Regions from separate parts of the Mus musculus genome. Here region 2 is linked to region 1. The links are chromatin contacts, called in public promoter capture Hi-C maps. All regions are on one chromosome and are shown on one strand. The core of a region is the stretch at or near the end of the contact, and the rest is flanking DNA. Distances in the headings are between cores, read along the strand shown. Region 1 holds the start of Stra6l (STRA6-like). Region 2 holds the start of Ccdc180 (coiled-coil domain containing 180).

What was found. Capture Hi-C pulls out chosen DNA fragments and counts their contacts.
Region 2: a contact with region 1 is called in a promoter capture Hi-C map of adipose tissue. The contact joins the promoter of Ccdc180 here to the promoter of Stra6l in region 1. A contact is called at or near these places in 1 of 39 promoter capture datasets (liver), 1 of 484 Hi-C or Micro-C datasets (conventional dendritic cells), 1 of 115 datasets of contacts at active chromatin or transcription factors (embryonic stem cells) and 3 of 9 other capture datasets (adipose tissue, liver and pancreatic islet).

What each region holds. Positions count from the first base shown.
Region 1 is chr4:45,845,263-45,850,369 of GRCm38.p6, forward strand. Stra6l (STRA6-like) reads left to right here and starts at 3,685. Exons shown (of 18, transcript NM_028788.4): 1 at 3,685-3,835. The coding sequence starts at 3,816.
Region 2 is chr4:45,888,205-45,893,183 of GRCm38.p6, forward strand. Ccdc180 (coiled-coil domain containing 180) reads left to right here and starts at 2,099. Exons shown (of 38, transcript NM_198660.2): 1 at 2,099-2,183; 2 at 2,648-2,745. The coding sequence starts at 2,162.

The DNA.
Region 1 (5,107 bases), core at 2,435-4,934:
CACCCTCCACACTCACCCCTACAACAGTGACAGAGTTCACTGAGTTTTGTACAGACTGAGCAAGACTCCACCCGTAGAAGCCACATGGCTCTTAAGGTAGAACAGGGTTGAAGACCTGGTTTCTGATTATCCCAGCCCAGGTCTCATATTCTGTCCCTGCATGCCTTTAGTTTAAGTGACTCTCATTCTTGATATTATAAAAGTATCCTTCAAATGAATTCTGGTCCTACCATCTCAATGGCTTCTTGAGACCCGAGCCTTCTCAGAACAGCCTGAAAAGATCATCTCCTTCCAGATCAAAGGTCATGGAATGCCCAGCTGTGAGGTTTGGTTTTATTTATTTATTTGGTTCCCAGGTCTATTTGCGAACACAGAAGAAATGGAAGCCAACTATAAATTCTTTCTTTCTTTCTTCTAAGATTTATTTATTTATTTTATATATGTGAGTATACTGTCGATGTTGTTGTCTTTAGACACACCAGGAAAGGGCATCAGATTCCATTACGGATGGTTGTGAGACACCATGTGGTTGCTGGGAATTGAACTCAGGACCTCTGGAAAAGCAATCGGTGCTTCTAACCGCTGAGTCATCTCTCCAGCCCTATAAATTCTTTCCCAAAGAGAGAAAAGCATTTCTCAGTTAAGGATCACACCCAACCCCAGAAAGCATTTAGTGTCACACAGGGATAAAACCATACTAGGTGTCCCAGACGGCAGAGTTCTTTGTTCCTTTACTTAATAATTAAGTCATATTTCTATAGAAGGAGTGGAGGTAGTCCAGTGACAAATTCCTGACCCTCAGAAAGCAAGTGCAGCCATTGTGACACACTGTTCAGTTTCTTTCTGTGGCTTCACCCACAGAAACACAGGGACCAAAGACAGTGACGTCTCTACTAGGTTCTAGTACATTCCACCATTGCTGTCCTTGCTCTGCCCATGTGCAGCCCCCCTCCACAGAGGTCTCGGGTTGAGGGTCATAGGGCTCTTCTCTATACAGGGCTCTGGCTTCTTGTTACTTGTTTTGTTTTATAAATCAGTGACCTTACAAACTCAGAGAGACCTTTCGTGTATTCCAAAGCTGGAAGAAGAGTCAGTGTACGTTGACTAGATGAAATAATATTCACAAAGGCACCCATAGGCTGGCATCCTGGAGAGACATCAGCTGTGGGAGAGACATCAGCTGTGGGAGAGACATCAGCTGTGGGAGAGACATCAGCTGTGGGAGAGACATCAGCTGTGGGAGTACCTTAGACACTTATCAACTTCTAGGTTTAGATTCAACATGGAATCTTCAGGGAAGGCAAGAAAATCTAAGGGGGCATGGACAGAGGGGCCACAGGGGGCACATGGCAGCCCCTCAGATATGAAGGGGCTCACACATGAAACTCCCCTGAACTTACTCACCTGGGAACAAATGCTTGGGGTTTTCTGCATTAGGTGGTTAGGTGGCTGCCTTCCCATCATGCCCTGGGCCAGTGACAATTCAACAATGACCTTTTCTTATGGGTGTGAGGAGAATGGTCACAGTCATCTAAAAGTGGAACACATTCACTTGCAGTCTGGCCAGGAGCCAGGAGGACCTACAGTAAGCACCTCCAGAAGAGATAGCATCTAAATGCTTAGCAATGAGCTGGGCACCGGCACTAGAGAGCTGCCAATCCATTGAAGCAACCGCCGTTCCCAGGAGGAGCTTCCTGTGCCTCTCTGACTGCAGGGACCCAGGAGAGAGCTGAGTTGCACTGGGGCCTCCTGTATTCCTTTCTACCTTCCTTTTAAGTCCATCTTGACACCCAGCATTTGTGGAAACTCATCAGTATCCCAAACACTGTACTTATTCAGATCTGATCAGGGGTCTGAACCGCTGTGATCCATCAGGAGTGCCGGGACTCGATCGCCAGTATCTGTGGTGTGACTGGATGCTCAGCTGGCTGGGATTCACTGTCAGGCAACTCTACTAAACACCTGCAGTGTCCTTGCTCACTTTAGCCTCAAATGTCCATAACCCAGGTGCAGCGCACTCATCTTCAGATGGGATGCAGGAGACTGACGGCTTACCGAGTTACGAGGCTGCTGCTGCTTCTGCTTCTTCTGCTTCTTCTGCTTCTTCTGCTTCTTCTTCTTCTTCTTCTTCTTCTTCTTCTTCTTCTTCTTCTTCTTCTTCTTCTTCTTCTTCTTCTTCTCCTTCTCCTTCTCCTCCTCCTCCTCCTCCTCCTCCTCCTCCTCCTCCTCCTCCTCTTCCGCCCCTCCTTCCCCCTCCCTCGCCCTCTTCCTCTTCTCCATTTTATTTATATGAGTACACTGTAGCTGTTTCCAGACACACCAGAAGAGGGCACCAGATCCCTTTACAGATGGTTGTGAGTCACCATGTGGTGGCTGAGAATCGAACTCAGGACCTTTGGAAGAACAGTCAATGCTCTTCATCACTGAGCCAGCTCTCCAGCCCCCTAGGCTTCTTAATGGTGGAGCTGACTCTCAAGATTTCAAACCACAGCACCCATCAGGGTTCCACACATCCAGAAGACTCACCTGTGTGACAGGAGATGAATTTTGCTCAAGCCAAGATGGCATTGCAGGAGTGAGTGGGGCTGTTTCGGGCAGTGGTGGAAAGATCAAGTGGGTGATACCATTGTCTAGGATATCAATGTCCGCACCTGTTCCAAGCCTCCCTCCCACCATAGCTGATTAGACTCTCTGGGTAGGCTCTAAGCTCAGGTACCAAAGCATGGACTCCTAGCATTTAGGACATGACCATCTTTGGAGACAGGGCCATTAAGGAAGTCATTAGGCTAACTTGAAACCTTATTCTTAAAATAGGGGACTTGGGACTTCAGGTGCCAACAAAGTCCTCTGTCCTCTAGGAAGTATTAGAAAGGGTCAGGTGAGCTCTGTGACAAGTCAGCCCATGTGTCATTGACGGCTTACAAGTAAGTCAGCTTTAGTTTTTTGCCTGTGGGCTAGACTGTGAGGGGACAGCATGTAAGGGCCAATGCTCTAAGCATGGTGACTCAAGGTCTTGTGTTCCCCAGTTCTTGTGATTCCCCTCCCGTGGGAAAGAGGAAGTGGTGGGCTCTCTCAGTCCTTAAGCACACTGTGCAGAGGGGGCACCCAGCACTCCTGCACCTGTCCCACAGGAATCCTTGTTGGGCAGTTGCTCTCAGATGCCAGGGTGGCTGGAGTCTGGCCTTGATGAGGAAGAGTTACCAAGTAGTAGCCTTACTCTCCGCGCAGAGAATGTGAAGCTCATGGATGAGCCGCTAGCAGGCTCTGTCATGTATCTCTGTCACGATCTCAAACCTGTCTCCCCTCATTTCTCCAAACAAGAGGCTGGCTGCCAGTGTCCAAGGAGAACCTCTAAGCCAGCCGTCCTGGTTTACGGCTTGGAGACCTAGTTTATTACCTGTAATAATTTTTTATAGCTAGCCAAAGGCACACAGCTGCCAGGCAAAGCCGGCAGACAGCTGGGGGTGGGTGGTCCTGGGACCACAGCTGGGGCGGGGGTGAGGAGTGGGGGGTTGCTGTGTGAAAGGAATAGCAGCAAGGCCAAGGGGGAGGCAGCAGAAGAGAGGAGCCTCCGCTTGTGGATTGAGAATCAGAGGAGCCAAAAGTGTTGTGAAACCAGGAAGAGGGCTGCTGCCTGATTTCACTCCCAAGTAAATGTTTCACTGGGTATTTGCCTTTTCTCAGAGTCTGGGTCTACAGATCAAACTGGGGAGAATAGGAGCTCATGGGAAGCCGTCATAAACAAGCTTCCGAGGAACGGAGCAGCCCCAGGACCGCAGCATCCACAGTACCGCGCACAGTCGTCCTTCAGCAAGATGCTTGCTGCCAGCACAAGGTGAGCGGCAGAGACTGAGCAGAGATGGGTCACTCCTCACGGCTCTTTTGATGTTAGAGATTAACAGACTGGGAGAAAGACACGGACTGGCTAATCTGCAGGCAGGCGGACATGAAAAGGCAGAACTATGGTAGATTTCCTCCGTGTCAGTCAGAGCCACGGTGAGTGGGCAGAGCCCAGGTCAGAGGATCCTGACCGAATCCTGACTGCAGTCTTCTGACATGGTTTCTTCATCTGTTACTCTGGTGTAAAACTCCCCATCCTTCCTCGCCCTTTTTAATTGATATTTTATAATTGTCCGCATTTATGGAGTACACTTTGATGTCTTCATATGTGTAGGAAACACTGATCTGACCTCAAATATTTACCATTTCCTTGTGGCAAGACAGCCCTTCCCCTCCCCCGTCTGCTATGTAGCCAATTGTTAATTCTAGTCACCCTGCTGGGCCACAAAACAGCAGCACAGCAGTGGCCCCTTTTCCTCATAGCTGTAACTTTGTATGGTGGCCAGCCTCTCTCACCAGCCTCCTCCTTCTCCCTCCTCTCTTGTCCCAGCCTGCCCTTGTGTCAGCCTTTTCTGGTGGCCCTAGATGAGTGATGTCATGCATTGCTTATCTTCCTGCAATGCCCTCTGGGCTCATCTATGTTGACAGGATTTCCTTCTTTATTTGAGTTTATTTAAGTTATGGATGTAACTTATTCTCTTTGCCCTGAAGTTGGACCTGGTGGTAGACACCATGTTTCAGCTGTTGTGAATATTAAGCATGAATGCATCTACCGCTTTGAAAACACTACTTTCATTTCCTTGGTCGATGTCTCCACTAGTGGAAATGTTGAATTGAGAGGAAGTTGGATTTTTAGTTTTTTGAAGACTCTCCATGCCTTCTCCCATGATGGTCAGGCTGATTTACCCCCAGTGCGTGCAACTGTCCTCTTTTCTCCGCCCTCAGCAGCATCTGCCTTCTTGCTGAGAATAGCCTTTCTGACAGGAGAGGGTGAGCCCACAAACTTGAGAGCATCAAAGGAGAACTGGGATGGGAAGGATGGAGGATCAGGGAAGTTCTAGTCCTGCCCAGATGGTAGGAACTGAGACTCGCACTCTGACCTGAGAACTTGGGGAATCAAGAGCAGAAAACAGGCCCACTGCCTTCTGGAGTCCCAGGATCTGGTCAGAATGCTAAGAGATCCCAAAGTAGACAGGAGAGAAGGGAGCCATGGAGACAAAGAAGGCATGATGGGAGTTATCTAGAGGATAGGTAAATGGAGAGGGCT
Region 2 (4,979 bases), core at 849-3,348, 41 kb after region 1:
TATGGGGCCATCCACTGGACCATGGTGAGCCTGTCAGATTCTACCAGAAACTCTCAGAAGTGATAGATGCTTTCAGCAAAGTGTCAGGATACAAAGTTAACATTATAATCAGTCATGATGCTGAATAACAATGGCAAACACACTCAGAAGCAAGGTGGGTGGGATTCCATTCACAGAAGTCTTTGCAAAAGGTACCTTGGAATGTGAAAGAGCCAAAAACTTAAAAAACAAAACAAAACAAAACCTCTGTAAGGAAAACATTAAATCACCAAAGTAAGAGATTGAGGAAGACACTTAGAAAACATGGAAGGATGTTGGATTTTTGCCAAAAGCATTTTCTACAATTGAGATGAACATGTGACCTTTGCCCTTTAATCCCTTTATACAATTTGTAACATTTATTGATCTACTTAGAGTGAGCCATCTTTGTGTCTTGATTGTGGTGAATGGTCTTTTTGATGTATTCTTGAATTCTGTTTGCAAGTATTTTCTTGAGGACTTTTGGACCTATGTTCACTGGGGAGACTGCTCTGCAATTCTCTTATCTTGTTACTTCTTTACCTGGTTTTGGAATCAAGGTAATACCAGCTTCATAAAAAGGGGTTAATGAAGTTCTTTACTTTTTTGTTTGATGGACTACTGGGATGAGGCCTGAAGCCAGTTCTTTTTTTTTTCTTTTCTTTCCTCTTTCTTTCTTTCTTTTAATTTTTATTTATTTATTTTTTTGGTTTTTCAAGACAGGTTTTCTTTTCAAGACAGCTCTGGCTGTCCTGGAACTCACTCTGTAGACCAGGCTGGCCTCGAACTCAGAAATCCACCTGCCTCTGCCTCCCAAGTGCTGGGATTAAAGGCGTGCGCCACCACGCCCGGTTAGAAGGGAAAATCCACCAGGGCTCCAGTCCTCCTGGACGTTAGTTGGGAAATTTGATTAAATTACTGCTTGTTATAGGTCACGTGCTACTATGGCCAGCTCCCAGGTAGCTGTAACTGCTGGAGCTGAAGGGAAGGGACAAGTTTCTGATGTTAGAAGCTCAAGCCAGCAGCCTTTCCTGGGGTGAGAAAGGGCAGAGACTGAAAACCTCAAAAACAGAACAGAACAGAAAACAAACAAGAGTAAAAAAAAAAAAAGATTCCTGTTTTGAAAAACAAAACAAAACAAAACATATTTTTCATCCCCTCTATAGGTCACCTTCAGGCTTTCTTTTCTTTTCAGCTAAAATGAATCCTGTCTTTATTTTACTTCACCCTGGACCAAACAATGAGTCTAAAAGGGTTTTGTATTCATCTCTTTGTCATTCGCCTCTGTCAAAGAATGAGAGTAGCGTTTTCAGTCAACACTCCTGAGTTCCTGATGCTGCAGCCAGCTTCAGAAGACCACTCACTCTCAGATGTCAGTGTGGGAAGGGCTTGCCAGCAGGTCTGTTCCCCGACTGCTGCCACTGCAGGCCTTCTCTGGAAAGGAGAAGGGTGGCCCACCATACATGAGAAACTAGCTCAGTGGTTTTCAGCCTTCCTAATGCTGCAATCCTTTAATGCAGTTCCTCACATTGTGGTGATTCACAACCATCAAACTATTTTTGTTACTACTTCCTAACTGTAACTTTGCTACTGTTGTGAATCAGAACGAAAACATTTTTGAGTACAGGTTTGTCAAAGGGTTACGATCCATGGGCCGAAAACCACTGCTCTTAGTGGTCTAGTGCACACGGTTCTCATTAAGGCCAGGCAGGTCTTAAGCCTTGAATTCTGAGCCTTCCAACTTACTTTAAAGTGGGAAAGATCTTATTTCTTTCAGTGTCTTTCAGATTCTTACAGGCAAGGGCCACTTTGTGCTGCCTGCCTGCACAGGTTGATTTTAACCCGTGCAACAATGAGAGACTGGATTCCTTGACCACAACAGTCAAGATCTGCACAGGCTTTCTAACCTCCTACTAGCTTTTGGGAACTTTTAAAGGGCGCTCCAAGGACCCAACATTAAAAAGAAGTGGTGAGTTTCACTACTCCACGTGGGCCTCTGCTGTTGCTGAGTGACCTGGCTCCCTGAGAAGGAAGTGTGCTCAGGGACGGCCACGCCCCCTCGTGTTGCCCCATCCCTCGCGTTGCCTAGGAAACCACAGCGTCCTGCTGCAGTTGCTGGCTTCAGGGTGAATCTGAACTTCAGATGCGGGAGCCTCCAGGCTTGGGTAAGGACCTCAAAATTGCTGGGCTTGGGGGACAGCGGGCTGATTGAGCAGATAGGAAGATGGGCGTGTCGCAAACAGTAGGCATAGGCCAGAATCAAACTGCTCCTTCCCTTTGCAACACTCCCCTATTTCTCCCGGAGGATGTGACTAGGGTTCCAGTCCCATCTGACATCTGAGGCAGATTGACGGTCCCTAGAAGAGCTCTAGTGGAGCGCAGACAATAATCCTGCCCTTTCCAGAAAGTGCCTGTGGGATTTACACCCTGGGCGCTGGCGAAGACCCACTCTCTGTCTCTCCCCCTCCTGCTCCCCCGCCCCCCCCCCACCTAATTTTGTTTGAAATCTAAGTTTCCCCTTAAACAAGGTGTCCTGTGGGATCTAGTGCTGTCTTTAGGCTGGAGGTCCTAGCAAGAGGGTCCCAGCCTCTGAGTAAAAACTAAGACCAAGTCCCAAGTGTATTTCCAGAACGAAGAGGAATTGGGCCAGCAGTCAAGATGTCGCCAGTGGGAAAGGTGTCCCAAGTACAGAATGGCAAAGTCTACCAGCAGATCTTCCAGGCCCAGGTAGGTGTCCTGCTGGCCTTTGCTCCCTTTCCCTCCCCTGGTCTCCCCACAAACTTTCCTGGTCCTTTCTAATTTTTCTTTGTTCTGAGAGTTTCCCTGTCTAAGATCCATTTTATTTTTTTTTTTTATTGAGAATAGATTTTTTCATACAGTAATATTCTGATTTCAATCCCCACCCCATCTTCTCCCAGATTTCCCCCCAATAAGCCGATTTTTAAAAAACAGTTCTCTTTGACAATTACTTTGATTTTTTTTTTTAAATTGCTATTGGGTGTATTATAGAAGAACATTGGGGCATTTGGTCTCAAAATTAAAAACTTAATTTTGGTTAAAAATATTTTTAATCGAAATTATTCAGAATTAGTCTGAATTAACCATCTGTGCCTGATTCTTTTTTTTTTTTTAAGATTTATTTATTATATTTATATGAGTACACTGTAGCTGTTTTCAGACACACCAGAAGAGGGCATCAGATTTTATTACAGATGGTTGAGAGCCACCATGTGGTTGCTGGGAATTGAACTCATGACCTCTGGAAGAGCAGTCGGTGCTCTTAACCGCTGATCTGTGTCTGATTCTTTTGGAGAGCATAAAAGCAGTTCTTATTTTTCTGCTTAAAAGGTGAGTCTTGGCCAGGCATGGTAGCTCATGCCTTCAGTTCCAGCACTTGGGAGGCAGGGGCAGGTGTATCTCTGTGTGTCTATGTAGCAAGCCAGATAGACTCTGTTTCAAAAAACCGATGGTAGTGGTGGTGGTGATGGTGGTGGTGGTGGTGGTGATGGTGATGGTGGTGGTATTAGTGGTGGTGGTGGTGGTGGAGGTGATGGTGGAGGTGGTGATGGTGGTGGTGGTGGTGGAGGTGGTGGTGGTGGAGGTGATGGTGGTGGTATTAGTGGTGGTGGTGGTGGTGGAGGTGGTGGTGGTGGAGGTGATGGTGGTGGTAGTGGTGATGGTGGTGGTGGTGGTGATGATGGTTCTTTTTCTGTACTAGGGTTTTGAATCTCCCTTTTCTCCTTGGCAATCTCTCAGAACTCATGTCCATAGCCAGGGGTATTCACACACCTCCCTGGGACCCAGTGTCAGCCTCAGTAGAAGACTTGTCTGGTACCCAGTGTCTGCCCCCATAGAGGACTTGTCTGGTAACCAAAGTAAAAGGCTTTACTGGCCATGGCTATTGTAAAGATTGTTATCCCTTCTTGAATGTACCTTGCAGATCCAAGAGACCTACAAGCTTCAAATCTAGTGTACTGTTATTGAAGTGGCATTCTTATTCATTTGAGCCATAAATCATCCTGCCTGTGTAACCTTCAAAAATAATAAAGGAATAGAGAAACCAGAGAACTCAAATTACTCATACCATTCAGCTCCTTATATATAGCAAGATATTATTCTCAACCTTCCGTTGTTCTCCCATGTATTTTAAAATTTGAAACCACGCTGTAATTTGGGTTGTCTTTTTTTTTTCCCAAAAAAAAGAGGGGGTGACTTTGTTAAATGTACTGGAAGGGACAGAAGGTCTAGCAGTATCCAAACTATCCTGCCTATAATTTTTAATTTATGTTTTAAAATGAGATTTATATTTATTTTGCGTGTTTGAGTGTTGAGCCTGTCTCTGTGTGTGTGTGTGTGTGTGTGTGTGTGTGTGTGTGTGTGTGTGTGCGTGCGCGCTCGCGCTCATGGCTGGTGCTCTAGAAGGCAAGCAGGGCATTGTGAGCCACGCCGCTGATGAGAAAATGGAGCTCTGGTCCCCTGTAAGAACAGCATGTACTCCTGATTCTGGAGCCGGCTCTTGAGCCCTGCAATTTGTGTTTTAATTGCTATGTTTAATGATACACTATTGGGTAATGGTTTCCTTGCCATAAGACATTTGTGGTCATTTCTGTCTCTAGTAAGCAACTACCCTTCCATCAAAGGATTTTTACTTAGCCCATCTCCTATTACTGAATGGTTCTGGGTTATTTTGCTCTGTTTTTGTTGTTTTGTTTTGTTTTTCATTTATTATCAGTTTCTTATGATTACAAAAATAATTGTATTCACTAAATGATCTTCATTCAAAATTTTCTACATATACCTTTCTTGAAACACCCTGTGCCTGTTAAGAGATCTTCTGCACTGGGTGGGCATGGAGTCTGAGTACAGGGAGCCTTCTGGATGCCAGGTGCCTCCATGTCCTCCTACAACGTCCTCCGACATGTCACAGTCGTCAAGAAAGGCTTGGGCACCTGAAACTTTCA